Regions from separate parts of the Sus scrofa genome. Here region 1 is linked to region 2. The links are chromatin contacts, called in public Hi-C maps. All regions are on one chromosome and are shown on one strand. Each heading gives the region's core, a stretch centred on a gene start, on an enhancer-like site or on the middle of the called end of the contact. The rest is flanking DNA. Distances are from core to core; before and after follow the strand shown.

Region 1 (7,385 bases), core at 1,283-3,782, 100 kb after region 2:
GAAGGGAGAGGAGGGGTCCCTGCCCCAACCCAAAGTCCTTCGCAGCCCGGGCTCAGCTTGGCACACGCTGGTCTCCTGCCACACAACTCCTCAGCCTGTGCCACCCTCCAGGAATGCCCCTCTTTTTTCCACGTGGAAAACACCCACCAACTCTCCAGCCAGCTCAAAACACCCCCTGCCCCTTCCCTCTCCTGACACCTTGGGAGCCTCTGCTAGAGCCACATTCATACCCCAAAGAAATCATCTGTTTACATATCTGCCTCCCTGAGGCAGAGGGCGGGGTGAGGCTGGCTCAACCCTGGGCCCCTGACAGGGTTCACATGGGGCCTGGAGGCAGAGTGGTGAGAGATGCGGGAGCCCCGGGCCTGCACTCAATTCTGGATGGGACCTTCCCTCTCTGTGTGACTTGGGACAAGTGACTTCTCAGCCTGGCCACCCCTGCTGTGAACCGAGGGCCACAACAGGGACCCCTTCCAGGGTTGTTCTGTGTCTCAGTAAGACAACACAGGGAGAGAGCTCTGCACAGAGCTCCCTTGAGGGCAGCTGTTAGCATCAATCTGTGCTGAATAAATGAATGAAGACAGGGTATGGCCAGTACTTCCTGTCAGCTAAGCAGGAAAATAAGGTCTTGGAAACGGGGAGAAATCCTCACTCAGCCAGACAAATCCTAGCTACAGTTGGGTCCAGAAGCTATCATCCACTGCCTCAGCAAACACTCACTGATTATCTGTGTGCCAGTCCCTGTGTAGGCAGCCTGCCAGTGACCCAACCAAAGCAAGACGAGGAAAAGAAATGGTGTGCAGAGAGAGGAGAGACATGGGGGATTCTGAGATGTTCACAGGAGAAGGTGCATTCCAGGCAGAAGAAGTAATGAGTGCAAAGGCCCTGGGATGGCAGGGACTTGGAGCGTGAAAATGTGAAAACAAGGCCACTGTGGCTGAAGCTCAAGGGGGTGGGGGGTAAAAAGATGAGGTCACAGAGATGGGCAGGGACCTTGGAGACTGAGGGGGAGCTGGGGTTTCATTGGGGTTACAACAGGAAACCCCTGGAGTGTTTTGTAAGCTAGAAAGTGGTATAATCTGACTGACATCTTTAAAAACTCCCTCTGGTTCTGGACTGCCAGTGGGGCTGGATGGAGAGAAGGAGACCAGGGAGGAGGCTGCAGCAGGTGTTCAGGTGAGAGGTAGAGGTGCCTGGACCAGGGTGGGGAGCCAAGGACAAAATTAGAATTCATTCTGGAGGCAGAGCCAACAAAACCCACTATGGTCTGGGCGTGGGCAATGAGGCTGCAGCAAGGAATCAAGGACAACACCCAGGCTTGGGGATCCACGTGCTAGGAATGCACTTATCAGTTTCCTATACCCTTTGTGACAAGAAGTCTTCTTTTGCCCATCCCCCACCACACCCCAAGGACTGTGGCTTGTGGGCTGGGACCCTGAGTCCAGGACCAATGGGATTTGACTTGCCCTGACAAAAGCTTTCATTACCCCTGTCAGCCCTGAAGATGTCAAGTAGTGTGGGGAACGGAGGGGGCTTCAACCCAACTCTGAGGCTGTGTCACACTTCACAGGTGGAGACAGGAAACCCCAAAGAACCATCAGACCCAAATCCCAGGATGAGTGAGCGGCCCAGGGGGGATTTTAACCTCCCAACCACGAGCTGGCATTAACCCAACTTCAAGATGAGGAGACAGCTGAGAGGGGATGTCAACATCCCTGAGTAACCCAGCTCATCTGTTGAGCGTTCACCATCCCAAGCTCTTTAAGACGTCAGTTCCCTAAATTATCGCAATCGTATGAGGTCTGAACTATTGCTACCCCCATTTAACAGAGGTAGGGCCTGGTGATTGGAGAGACGAAGTTACTCCCTCTTAGAGCTGGTCAGGGCAGAAATCTGGAGGTGGGGTCGGGGGACTGGGGCAGTTTGCGATGTCGCACTTCCTTTGGCGACAAAGCCCCGCACGTCAAGGCATCAAGCCCCTTCCCCGCCCCGACGCTCAGGCCGGCCTCCTAAGCCCTCTCAAACTGGAAAAGCCCAGGCCTACCGCGCGGAGAACGGGACCTGAGATGGGGGTCTTGGGGGACCCCATACCCACCCCTAGGCTATTTCCGGGGGGACCGCGACCCGGAAATGAATGACTTGTCAGGGCCTGAAAGCTTAGGTGGGTCAGGGGTCGGAGATGGAGCCAGGGCGAGGTCAGCAGGAAGCTCGCAGCAGGGGTCTAGGGGTCGAAGGGCACGGGTCAAAGGGAGGGGCGGGCCGGGCTAGAGGGGGCCAGGCAGGACGGTGAGGGGCCAGGGGGATTACTGGGGGTGGGTGGGCCCGCGGCGCCATTTTGTCAAGAGAAGGGGGGAGTACGGCCCCGGCAGCCACCCTCACCATCTTCTGTTTCCTCCGTCGCCTCCTCAGCCACCGTCTCTGCTGCCGCCGCCGCCACCACAGCCGCCTTCTTAGCCGCCGCCGCACAGTAACTTCCAGCCACCGCACAGCCCACACTGATGGTGTGGCCGCCCGTCCGTCATTGGTCCGCCCTCTAGCCCCGCCTCTAGGCTATAAGGTCTTTGCGCGCTCCCATTGGCCTGATCTAACTAAGTCACGCGCCCATTGGACGTCACGCCTCCTCCCTTCGTGGTCAAGTTCGGTTGAGGGAGCAAAACCCCGCCCGGGAATTGCAAGAGAGGGGCAGCGAACTCCGGAAGTGGGCGGAGGCTGCCCCCAAAGCCTCTTGGAATTTGTAGTCTGCGGCACCTGGAGGTCCCGGAGGTGGGGACCCACCATGACACTCTCAGCCTCCTCCCCAGGGTCCCAATCTTAGGTTTCAGCATATCTAAGCTATTCCACACTAGCTGCTTGAATTATCTTTGAACTGACAACCCAGACTCTTCTTCGAACACTTCCCGTGACTCCTCATTACCCCAAGGGTTCAGTCCCACCTCCTCGGCCCCATATCCTGGGCCCCTCCAGCCAAATTCGTCCACCTTTTATGCTGACCCCTCTCTAGTCCCTCCTTCCTTCGGCCCTCCCACACCCTGCCATCTCTTCCTGGAAGCCTTCCCTGTGTTCTTCCCAATGCCAAGTCGGGTGCTTCCTCATGGCCCCATAGCCCTCACCACCCTCTTACCAGCCCTGACTCCACTATGTCCAAACTGCCTGCGTACGAATCTACCTCCCAACTCCTCACCAGCCTGACAGCCTGGACAGAACAAGGATTTATTGAGGAAGTACTCCTCAGGTTACTAAGGGGAAGTTAGTATTATTACTCCAGCAACAACACAGCAAGGGAGAAACGAGCACCTGATTTTGTAGAAGCCAGATAAGCCTCAGAGAGTTAAGGTCTTGCTCAAAGTCACATAGCCCATCCCCAAGGGGCAGGTGGTTGGGTTCATATCCCTCCCAACTCTCCACAAGCCTTCCTAGAACCGTGGGAATCACGACATTTTACAACACAAGTGAAAATGTGAACATTTATTAGACTTTCAATGACTAAAAGAACTGATAACTTTTTTTCAGCTGTGAAAAGTTTTGTGAATATGTATTAAAGAGCCCTTATCTTGAAGAGGTGCCTTCTGAAATATTTACAGAATAATCTGACGCCTGAGATTTGCATCTCAGGAGGGGGCAGGATGGGTTGTGGGTAATTGGTCACTAGACTGTTGCGTTAAGTTCGAAATTCTTCCTAATTCAAAAGCGTAAAAAAGCACCGGGCAAGGTCTGACTTCCACTCCTTTTTCCAGTATAATACCAGATTTCTTCCCCTGGGCCAATGTGAGGGATATTCATGTCCGTCCGAATCCCAGTCGTCCTGCTCTCCAGCTCTCCACAAAAACAGCCACAGGCTAAGCGAGGGAAATGATTTAATGAGGGGTCCAGGCGGCAGCGTCGCCCTTCTCAATGGCTCAATGATTTTCGGCCCTTGTGCATGCGACGAAGAATGACTTGGACCCCGGTTGGCGTTCTCAAGCGCCGGACCCAACCATGCTTGTGCTTGCGTTTGATGTTACTCGGCTGATACTCGTTCCCGCGCGCCTTGCCCCGGGTCTGCTGCATGGCGGGGAGTCCCCATGTATCCGGGAACCCCAGCCAGGCCTGGGGCTGGAGCCACCTGCCCGGTCAGAGAAAAAGCGAGAAAGGTCAGAAAAGATTGCTGTGTGACTGCTGCGTGGCGCTCAACCTCGAGTTCGCAAGGCATTGGAAGGAAGGTCATGTCGTTGGTAAATAGCTGGGGTCAGCCCCTCGACTCCGCTCTTACTCCCAGATTTGGGAAGGGGACCCACTGAGGACTCACCTGCCACCTACTAGCGCCGCTGACCTACTGACGGGGTCCAAGAGGCGACCCACGGATCTAGCCAAGAAAGCCATGTCCAGCCGCCGGCACTCCGTCCAGTGGCAGCTATTCCGAAACCCGTAGGTTCCGCAGCTGCGAACGAGGACTTCTGGGAGTTGTAGTTTTTCCTACAGCGGAGCCTTCCTTGCCGCGGGGGCCTCCCGGAATTGTAGTTCTACGTCTGCGCGCCCACACCTTAGGCGTGAGCGTCCTTGCACACAGGCGCATGTAATTTTTCAGATGGACCAGCAGGTGGCAGGAGAACGGCGCCTCCTCAGCAGACGCTTGCGTACAGAGCATTAAGTCCCCGGGTCTGCTAGGAGTTGTAGTTTCTTTTCCTGCAGACCCGAGGAGGGTACACTTGGGTGACGGTGGCGCAGCTGGTGGCAGCCTCAGGAGACGGCTGGTTGAATTTCCCACCCCCAGCGGGAGCCAGGCAGATGGCACACAGCTGGCTGGCAGCTTTCCTTTAGCCCCAGCCAAGTCTCTGCCTCTTGGCTGTGAGCCCAGGCGGTCTGAGTTCAAGTTGGCCGTATGTCCTTGGGTGGTTATTCAGTTTCTCAATCTGTAAAACCCAAGGGTTGCAAGCTTGCCCTTGGTCGTACCCCCATTCAGACCTTAGGAGAAAATTTCTAGTATTCATATATGAACCCTTTCCCTTCTCACATACCATCTCTGGCTCCCCATAGTCCCCGGGAAAATATCCAGCTCCACTGCCAGGCATTTGAAGCCCACTCTCCTCTCGACAGACATACACACACATCCTAAATTTCAGCTATACCCTCCTCTGGCTGGTGCTCTCCTATTCATCTTTTAAAAATCCTCCTCAGATACTCCCCTTTCTCCAGACTTGCCCCTCCCTCTGGCTCAACACTGCCCCCCCAACCCCAGTTCTCCCCAGACTCTCCCTGAAGCTGAGGGGGTCCTCAAGAGCCAGACTTGCAGGCACCCCAGCATCCTCCCCGCTTGGAGAGGGGGAGGGGAATTTTTTTTTCTGGATGAATAAACTGTAGTCTCCCAGGAGCACCCTGAGTGGGCAAGAGTGGGTGGCTGGACCTAATCCAACTCTGGCAGCAAATTCCAGGGAATAGGACTGGGCAAGGGATGCTTAACCCCTTGTCCTCTGAAGCCCATCCTACCTGAACCACCATTTTGCAAACCTCTGCAATACTACACCAGTACAATAATAACACCAGTAATGTATGAAGCACTTTCCCTGCTGAGTGTTTTACCTGCATAGCAAATTTATGAGGGGATTAATTTCATAGAGAAATAAGTGGAGTCTCAGGAAAGGGGTTTGCCCAAGGTCACATATCAGCAAAAGGCAGAGGCTGGACCATGGCCTCTCTGACTCCAGCTGGGACCACAGCTCCCAGTTAAATTGGCCACCAGTTGGCCTATCTGTGAAATTCCAATTCCCTATTTACCCAAAGCTCCAAGACATCTGTTTAATGATTTAACGAATAACAATTTGCAGGAGTTGGAATCACAAAGCCGTGGTTCCAAGTCCCATCTCTGCCCCTCATCTTGCCTTGTAAACTTGTGCCCTTTATGCACCTCGGTTTCCCCGACTGAAATTGCAAGGATCTGGAACATTGTATATTGGAAAGGTTATAGCACAGGGAGAGGGGTATGGGGGCTCCGTTTGAAGGGCAGCTTGAAGGCAGAAGCCGGCCAAGGAGATCCTATTTGCAGTGCAGGGGGCTTCGACTGCCGCCTGTCAGGATCTCAGATTGAGACCCCTTCTCGGTTCTGGACCAGGCCTAATCCCTCCCTCCACCTCCAAAAGCCCTGGTGGGAGGCGGGGCCGTTACCCCAATTGCCCGCCCTCACTCCGGAGCTTCCGCCTCTGATTGGTAGTCTAACTAGGCCAGGTCTTTCCGCAGCTGCGACTGGCCGAGGCGCCAGTCAGTCGGCGCACGGTACCGCCCCTTCAAGGGAGACACTTAAAGGGCCGGCTGTTCAGCAGCAGCGGGATGTCCCCGCGCTGACCGCCCCGGGCCCGTGCCCGCCCGTGTAGATGCGCCTGGGCCAACCCCGCGCAACCATGTAAACGGCGCCCGCAAGCGGACGCTGGCTTCTCCGCCCGCGACACCTCTGCCCTGCCCCGGGCCCCGGGGCCCTCGATGAGGTGAGCAAGGAGCGGGCCCCGGGAAGGGGACATCGAGGCCCCTGGGTCTTTCACCATGGAGGGGGGCGTCCACAAAACCTGCCCTCGGGCTTTTAGGAAGCCGCGGAGACCCGGTGGCTTCGACTCCGCCACAGTGCTGACGGGCACCGGGGAGGCGGGGGCCCGGCTCTGTGAAGGGGGCTGGAGTGGCGCATTTGCGCCCCCCTCCGCAATCCCGCGTTGGAACCCTGCCGGAGGTAGGGGGTGCGGCCTGGTCCCCCCTCATCAGCAAGTATGGGCCGGGCGTTCAGCTTTCATTATCCTCGCGGAGCGCAGGATGGGGATGGGGAGGGGTTCGTCCCATCTCCAGGGCCTAAACAATGGGGGTGCGCTTCGCGGGTATCCCCCTCGAGTTATGTAACAGCCTGCAGTTGCCATGGACACGGGTGGGGGGGGTGGCCTGAGGAGCAGGATGGTGGCCTGGAGGCCCCCGCCAGGGCTTTACCTTCTTCATCCTCATTTCCACCACCGGGGGCTGTGTGTCAGATTCCCCAGAAGCCAGGGTATTGACCAGTGGGGACAGAGCAGCAGCAGAGTGTCTGGGCCTCAACTTGTCTGTCTGTGAAACAGACCCATTGCACTGTGGTCTTGGGGAGTTGGGCCTTCTGGAGCTCAGGGCCACACCTTTCAGAAGCCATGTTTAGAGGCCTGGGATGGGGGCTTATTGGGGTATGCACCTTTTTAGATGCCTTTGGAGCTCTCAGGATATGCTGTTTTAGTGAAATTCAGTCAATGAAAGAGTGCATGAATGAATGAATGGACGAATGAATGAAAGGATTTAAGAAGGCATACCTGGTATATACCTGAGCTGAAGTGTCCCCAGGAATGGGCCACATTTGCCACAGTGCCCTTTCCTCCAGGGAAGCCCCCCCCACCCCCACTCCACCACCT
Region 2 (7,454 bases), core at 1,591-4,090:
TTTTGTTGTTGTTTGCTTTTTGTTTTCTTCTTTTTAGGACCTGCAGTATATGGAAGTTCCCAGGTTAGGGATCGAATTGGAGCTGTAGTTGCTGGCTTGCACCACAGCAACATGGGATCCAAGCCACATCTGCGACCTACACCACAGCTCACGACAAGACTGGATCCTTAACACACTAAGCAAGGCCAGGGATCAAACCTGCATCCTCATGGATATGAGTCAGGTTCTTAACCCACTGAGCCACAACAGGAACTCCTCTCCAATCGCTTGTGATAGAACATGATGGAAAATAATATGAGAAAAAGAATGTATATATACGTAGGATGGGTCACTTTGCTGTACTGTGAAGTTGACACAACACTATAAGTCAACTACACTTTAATAAAAATTAAAAAAAAAAAAAAAAAAAAGCTGCCAGAGGAGGGCAGGCCTCTGGGTGACCTCACATCTCAGTTCACACCCTCAGCAACATGCTAACTAGTGTTGCTGGGTTCAATCACTGTTCTAGGCGCTTTAGACACACCAACTCATTTTTACTCCTCGTGGCCACCCCATAAGATTGGTACAACTGTCCCGATCTTAACGTGTGGAAACTGAGCCACAGAGAGTTGGCAGAAGGAACGGGAGAACCCATGGGAGTCCTTGAGGGCCAGAGGGGTAGATGTGGGAGTTGGGAGGTCAAGGAGGGAGTGCTGAGGGGCAGCCCTACCCGACTCGAAGGTATCCAGGCACTGTCTTGGTTTTCCCACTCAGCCGGACGTCAAATACAGCCGTGTCTGCGACCCCCAAGGGTACCAGCTTAACACACATGCGTTTCTTCTTGGATACAGAGCCTCTGGGAATGGGGGGCAGAGGAGTGACAAGAGGGAAGAAGCAGGGAAGGGGTCCATAGGGCTCCAGGATGACACTGGCCAGGGTGCTGCTATTTAAGACAGCCATCTGGTTAAACCATGAATGGCAAAGCCATAGGAGGGAACTCCATGCAGCTTTGAGGACCCATTGGGACAGGGTCGTCTTTAGTGACATAGAGAGGCACTTGTAGGGTAGCTGTGGGATAAGACAGAACTCACTTTCCCCCAGCCCTCTAATCCAGAGGTCAGCAAACTAGCCTAAGAGCCAAATCTGGCCCAAAGTCTGTTTCTGTATGGCTCACCAGCTACGCATGGCTTTTACTTCTTTTTTTTTTTTTTCTTTTTAGGGCTACACCTGCGGCATATGGAGGTTCCCAGGCTAGGGGTCCAATCGGAGCTATAGCCGCCAGCCTACGCCAGAGCCACAGCAATGCAGGATCTGAGCCGCGTCTGCAACTTACACCACAGCTCACGGCAATGCCGGATCCTTAACCCACTGAGCAAGGCCAGGGATTGAACCCGCAACCTCATGGCTCCTAGACGGATTCGTTAACCACTGCACCATGACGGGAACTCCACGGCTTTTACATTTTTAAAGGGATATATATGCAACAGACACCATCTAATTTAATATATCTACTTTCTGCCCTTTTACAGACAAAGTCTGCCAAGTCCTGCACCAACAGATATATATGCTGAGAGTCAAATATAAAAGACAATACATGGAAAAGGCACAGGAGGCAGGGAGAGCCTGATGGTTAGAAAACAGAGTGGTCAGCATTGTCAGGAAAGCACCAGGGCAACTGGAGCCTGTGTGTAAGAACCTGGAAATGTAAAACAGAACTGCGCAAGATTCAGCCTGGCTACAACCTAAGAAGAAGGTGTATTAGTAACATTAAATAAAACAGGTCGCAATGACCGAACACTTACTCTAGAACAGAGGCTTCCAATCGAACATTTTTACGCAGGGCGGGGCACATTTTCCCCGTACAGGATCAGAACTCTAAGTCCTCAGCCAACACTGTCATTACCAAGTGCTGTCGAGGGGGTGGCCAAGGCTCAAAACTCACGCGCCTATGGTCTCTCCATTCCCTCCCCGCTCTTTCCCGCAGAGACTCGAATGTGCCCTTCACCTCCAACCCCGCCCCACCCCACCCCCGCCTTCGACAGGACTCACTGGAGTCTACGGGGTCGCAGACAGGGGAGAATCCCGGCGGGAGAGGGCTCTTGTCCACCAGGATCTGGATATCGACCACCACGTTCTCCTGTGGATTCTGGGATGGGATGGGGTGGGGGGACGCGGTGGGGAACACAGCAAGAGTGACCGGCACGCCTCGGGCAGCACCCCGCGAATGGACAGGGGGAGTGGAAGGACCCCAGGGATTCCGAAGGTGGGCGCCCCTTACCTCTAGGCTGCCCAAAGGATTGAGACATAGGAAGTAGCCGGATTTCTGCGCGAAGGTCTTGCCGAAGCTGGCGGGAGCTCCCTCCACGGTGCAGGAGATCTATGGCACGGACGCGGGTCAGCGCCAGCCAGGCTCTTACCTGGCCGCAGCCACCTCTGCCCCCATTCAACCCCTCGCCCCTAGTGCCACCGCCTCTCCCTACACTTCCCCGGTTCCCCGACGTCGCTTACCGCACTGAATCCCCTTGGCGGAGGCGCCGAGGCCGACGACCAGGCCAGGCCAGCCAACGGGGCCGCGTCGGTCCCGGGCCCCGGATCCATCCTCCGAACCAAGATCCAAAGGCGATGGACCGCCTTGGACCTCCCAGCCGCGGCCGGACGGCGGAGTTTGGCCACGAAACTGAACTACAACTCCCAGATAGCCTTGCGAGGTCGGGAGTCCAGGAGGCGTCGTTTGCGCGTTCCGGGAAAGCTGTCGGCCAACTGCGTGCGTCCCCCAGGTGTGCCAGTGAGCGACGTTTGCGGAAAATTGTCTCCTTTTTTTTCCCCCTCACGCCCATCAACTTCCGCCGGAAATGTCTCGCTAGCAGCAAACCGGAACTACGTTCCCCAGAATCCTTTGCAGTGTCAACCTCTCTTCCAAAGTTGACGTCAGTATTCCCCAGAATTTGAGAGTGAGCTGTGAAAAACTCACAATTCCAGAAGTCACCCCAAAGAAGACTTTCATGAGTTATGCAACGGTTAGTTTAAATAAAAATACCGACCAACTTGAGCCTTGAAATCTTGGTGTAACTTGAGAACTTGTTCACATACACATTTTTTAAAATGAGACAAGAAAGTGCTCAGTATGGAGACAAACTTTTACACCCCTCAGAAGTAAAATATGGAAAATTAGGGAACAGAAGGTTTACTCCTGTGTAGTTTCCAGTTTTCTGCAATGTCATAGGTTAGCCCACTGCCTGTTTTTTGTACCACCTGTTAGCAAGGAATGGTGGGGGTTTTTTGTGTGTGTGGTGCTTTTAGGGCCGCACCCAAGGCATATGGAGGTTCCCAGGCTAGGGGTCAAACCTGAGCTGTAGCCGCTGGCCTACACCACAGCTACAGCCACGACATATCCAAGCCGGGTCTGTCGCCTATACCACAGCTCACGGCAATGGCGGTATCCTTAACCCACTGAGCGAGGCCAAGGATGGAACCTGCGTCCTCATGGATACTAGTCAGAGTATCTGCTGAGCCACAAGGGGAACCACTGAGTGAGGCCAGGGATCAAACCCACAACCTCATGGTTCCTAGTCGGATTCGTTAACCACTGAGCCACAACGAGAACTCCATTTTTTTTTTTTTTTTTCTTTTAGGGTTAGACTTTATTTTGTTACCAATATTCTGTTTTTATTTCTGGGGATTTTTTTTTTTTTAAGGATCTACCATTGCGGTGAGCTGTGGTGTAGGTCGCAGATGCGGCTCGGATCCCATGTTGCTGTGGCTCTGGCATAGGCCAGCAGCTACAGCTTCGATTCGACCCCCAGCCTGGGAACCTCCATATGCCGTGGGAGCAGCCCAAGAAATGGCAAAAAGACAAAAAAAAAAAAAAAAAAGAAGAAGAAGAAGATAAGAATACTTTTGCACCAAGTGCCCTGTGATCTGAAGCACTGATTTATTGAGTCCCTGAGGCTAGGAATCAATCAGGGCATTCCTTTGTGTCCGAATGTGCTTTAATAAAGATATTATAGGGGAGTTCCTGCTGTGGTGCAAAGAGATCAGGGGCATCTCTGGAGCCCTGTGCCCAGCGGGTTGAGGATCCAGCATTCCCCCAGTTGCGACTTAAGTTACAACTGTGGCTTGGATGTGATCCCTGGCCCCAGGAATGCCATATGCTGTGGGGTGGCCAAAAAAGAAAAGAAAAAGAAAAAAGATGCTACATGAGAGCTCCCTGGTGGTTCAGTGGGTTAAGGATCCAGTTTTGTCACTGCTGTGGCACAGGTTCAATCCCTGGCCCGAAAAGTTCCACATGCCATGGGAGCAGCCAAAAAAAAAAAGATGCTACATCCCCAGTCTGATCAGATATGAACATACAACTTTCCATTCCACTTGGATAATTAGTCATGTCCAAGGCCATCCTATTTTGGAGGACATCTTTTCACGTTACAGACGTTTCAGTATTCAGTAAGGGCAGACTTTGTCAGCTCTCATTTAAGTCTTGCTGGGTTAATTGAATAAGAGCTTCTATGTGTCCTATAATGTCCTCCAGGCCAATAGAGGGGACAAGACAGTGGCCGAATGATCATAGCAGTGGAAAACAGAACATGCCCATCCAGCCTTGAGGAGAGGGTGTTGGCAACTCTCCCCACACCCAGGGTGCATCAGCCCGACCATCAAAGTGGAAGCCATGGCCTGAGATTTTTGCCACATATCCATTGGGTCCCATTTAGAGTTACTCAAGAAATACATGGGCAGCGTGACCAGTCAGTACCAAACCATTTGCTATCCTTTAATATGACAGAATGACTGGAGCACAGTGGGGCTCAGTCACATATCTGCAGTGCAGGGACATAGGTTCTATCCTTGGCCCAGCACAGTGGGTTAAGAATCTGGTGTCACTGCAGCTGTGGTGTAAGTTGCAGACGCGGCTCAGATCTGATCCCTGGCCTGGGAACTCCATGGCAGCCAAAACAAAACAAAACAGGAGTTCCCGTCGTGGCACAGTGGTTAATGAATCCGACTAGGAACCATGAGGTTGCGGGTTTGATCCCTCCCCTTGCTCAGTGGGTTAACAATCCGGTATTGCCGTGAGCTGTGGTGTAGGTTGCAGACCTGGCTCGGATCCCACGTTGGTGTGGCTCTGGCTACAGCTCCAATTGGACCCCTAGCCTGGGAACCTCCATTTGCTGCGGGAGCGGCCCTAGAAAAGGCAAAAAGACAAAAAATGAAACAAAACAAAACAAAACAAAACAAAACAGAATTACTGCACTGTTCTAACAATACCCTTCCCGTAGTCCTAGTAAGATTGGGTTGGTTCTATTTAGTGTGTTTTTTCTGTTCCCAACATAGGGGTGCCTGTGTGGTCAAATATCCCTAACCTAGGGGAAGCCACCTGAATCCATCCCAGATCAAGCATAGCTACCCACAGCTCTGATGGTCGCATTTAATTTTTTTTGGGGGGGGCTTTTTAGGGCTCCACTGGCAGCATATGGAGGTTCCCAGGGTAGGGGTTCAATTGGATCTTCAGCCGCTGGCCTATGCCACAGTCACAGCAATACAGGATCTGAGCCGAGTCTGCAACCTACGCAACAGCTCATGGCTATGCCGGATCCTTAACCCACTGAGTGAGGCCAGGGATTGAATCTGTGTCCTCATGGACACTAGTCAGATTCTCTTCCGCTGAGCCACGATGGGGACTCCCTGATGGTGGCATTTTTAACACACGTCTCATCAGCAGTTTGCTGGGCCATCTGTGTTGATCGATTGACATAAAAAGAATACTCCTGTCCAGTTTCTCCAAGGAAGTCATGCAAATGGCCAACAGGCATATAAAAGATACTCGACATCACTAATTATTAAAGAAATGCAAGTCAAAACCATAAGGAGGTACCACCTCACATCTGTCAGAATGGCCATCATTTAAAAATCTACAAATAGGGAGTTCCTGCTGTGGCATGGTGGCTTAAGGATTTGGCTTTGCTGCAGCTGTGGCATAGGTTGCAGCTGTAGCTTGAACTCAATCCCTGGCCTAGGAACTTCCATATGCCACAGGTATATGGCAAAAAAAAACTACCAATAACAAATGCTGGCGAGAGTGTGGAGAAAAGGGAACCCTCTTGCATTATTGATGGGAATGTAAATTGATGCAGCCACTACGGAAAACAGTATGGAATTTCCTAAAAAACTAAAAATAGAGTTATCATACAGTCCCGCAATACCTGGACTTATATCCGGACAAATTCATAATTCAATCAGATAGGAGTCCCTGTCGTGGCTTTAGTGGTTGAGAACCCAGTGTTGTCTCTGTGATGATGTAGGCTTGATCCCTGGATTTGCTCAGTGACATTGCTGTAAGCTGTGGCATAGGTCACAGATTTGGCTTGGCTCCAGTGTTGCCATGGTCGTGGCTGCAGCTACAACTTGACCCCTGGCCCATGAGCTTTGATATGACACAGGTACGGCCATTTAAAAAAAAAAAAAAAAGGAGTTCCCATCTTGGCGCAGCAGAAATGAATCGGACTAAGAACCATGAGGTTTCGGGTTCGATCCCTGGCCTCTATCAGTGGGTTAAGGATCCGGCATTGCCGTGAGCTGTGGTGTAGTTTGCAGACTCAGACTGGATCTGCTGTTGCTGTGCCTCTGGCATAGGTTGGCAGGAACAGCCCCGATTAGACCCCTAACCTGGGAACGGCCCTAAAAAGACAAAAGACAAAAAAAAAAAAAAAAAAGAAAAGAAAAGAAAAGAAAAGAAAAAAGATACATGTACCCCTATGTTCACAGCAGCGCAATAGTCAAGACATGGAAACAACCTAAATGGCCATTAACAGATGAATGGATAAAGAAGATGTGTATATATGCATATGCACACACACACACATTTACCCACTATAGAATACTACTAAGCCATAAAAAAAGAATGAAAAGTTATTTTCAGCAATATGGATGGACCTAGAGATTATCATACTAAGTGAAGTAGTCACACAGAGAAAGACAGATACAACATGATATCGCTTATATGTGGAAACTAAAATAAGACACAAATGGAGTTCCCATCCTGGCTCAGTGGTAATGAACCCGACTAGTATCCACGAAGACTCAGATTCGCTCCCCGGCCTCGCTCATTGGGTTAAGGATCTGGTGTTGCATGAACTGCAGTGTAGATCGAAGAGGCGGCTCAGATCTCGTGTTGCTATGGTTGTGGCATAGGCCAGCAGCTATAGCTCTGATTCGACCCCTAGCCTGGGAACTTCCATATGCTGCTGGTGTGGCCCTAAAAAGATAGATAGATAGATAAATAAATAAATAAATAAATAAATAAATAAATAAAATATGACACAAATGAACTTATCTATGAAACAGAAACAGAGTCACAGACGGAGAGAATAGACTTGTGGATGCCAAGAGGAAGGGGATAGGAGAGTTGGGGATTAGCAGATGCGAACTATTATATATCTATATAATATGGATAAACAAAGAGGTCCTACTGTACAGCACAAGAA

What was found. A called contact is a pair of places that touch in the nucleus more often than the background predicts.
Region 1: a contact with region 2 is called in a Hi-C map of liver, with 6 times the contacts expected there. The contact joins the promoter of DDA1 here to the promoter of MVB12A in region 2. A contact is called at or near these places in 1 of 5 promoter capture datasets (liver), 3 of 47 Hi-C or Micro-C datasets (embryonic fibroblasts, heart right ventricle and liver) and 1 of 2 datasets of contacts at active chromatin or transcription factors (alveolar macrophages).

The regions. Positions count from the first base shown.
Region 1 is chr2:60,374,454-60,381,838 of Sscrofa11.1, forward strand. It overlaps DDA1 (DET1- and DDB1-associated protein 1), which reads right to left and starts at 2,533. Exons shown (of 5, transcript XM_021083567.1): 1 at 2,380-2,533. The coding sequence starts at 2,382. MRPL34 (39S ribosomal protein L34, mitochondrial) reads right to left here and starts at 4,514. Exons shown (of 2, transcript XM_021083568.1): 1 at 4,286-4,514; 2 at 3,451-4,102. The coding sequence starts at 4,359. The coding sequence ends at 3,889. It overlaps ABHD8 (protein ABHD8), which reads left to right and starts at 6,238. Exons shown (of 5, transcript XM_021083570.1): 1 at 6,238-6,455.
Region 2 is chr2:60,273,132-60,280,585 of Sscrofa11.1, forward strand. It overlaps MVB12A (multivesicular body subunit 12A), which reads right to left and starts at 2,841. Exons shown (of 10, transcript XM_021083558.1): 1 at 2,488-2,841; 2 at 2,258-2,356; 3 at 2,029-2,125; 4 at 710-835. The coding sequence starts at 2,285.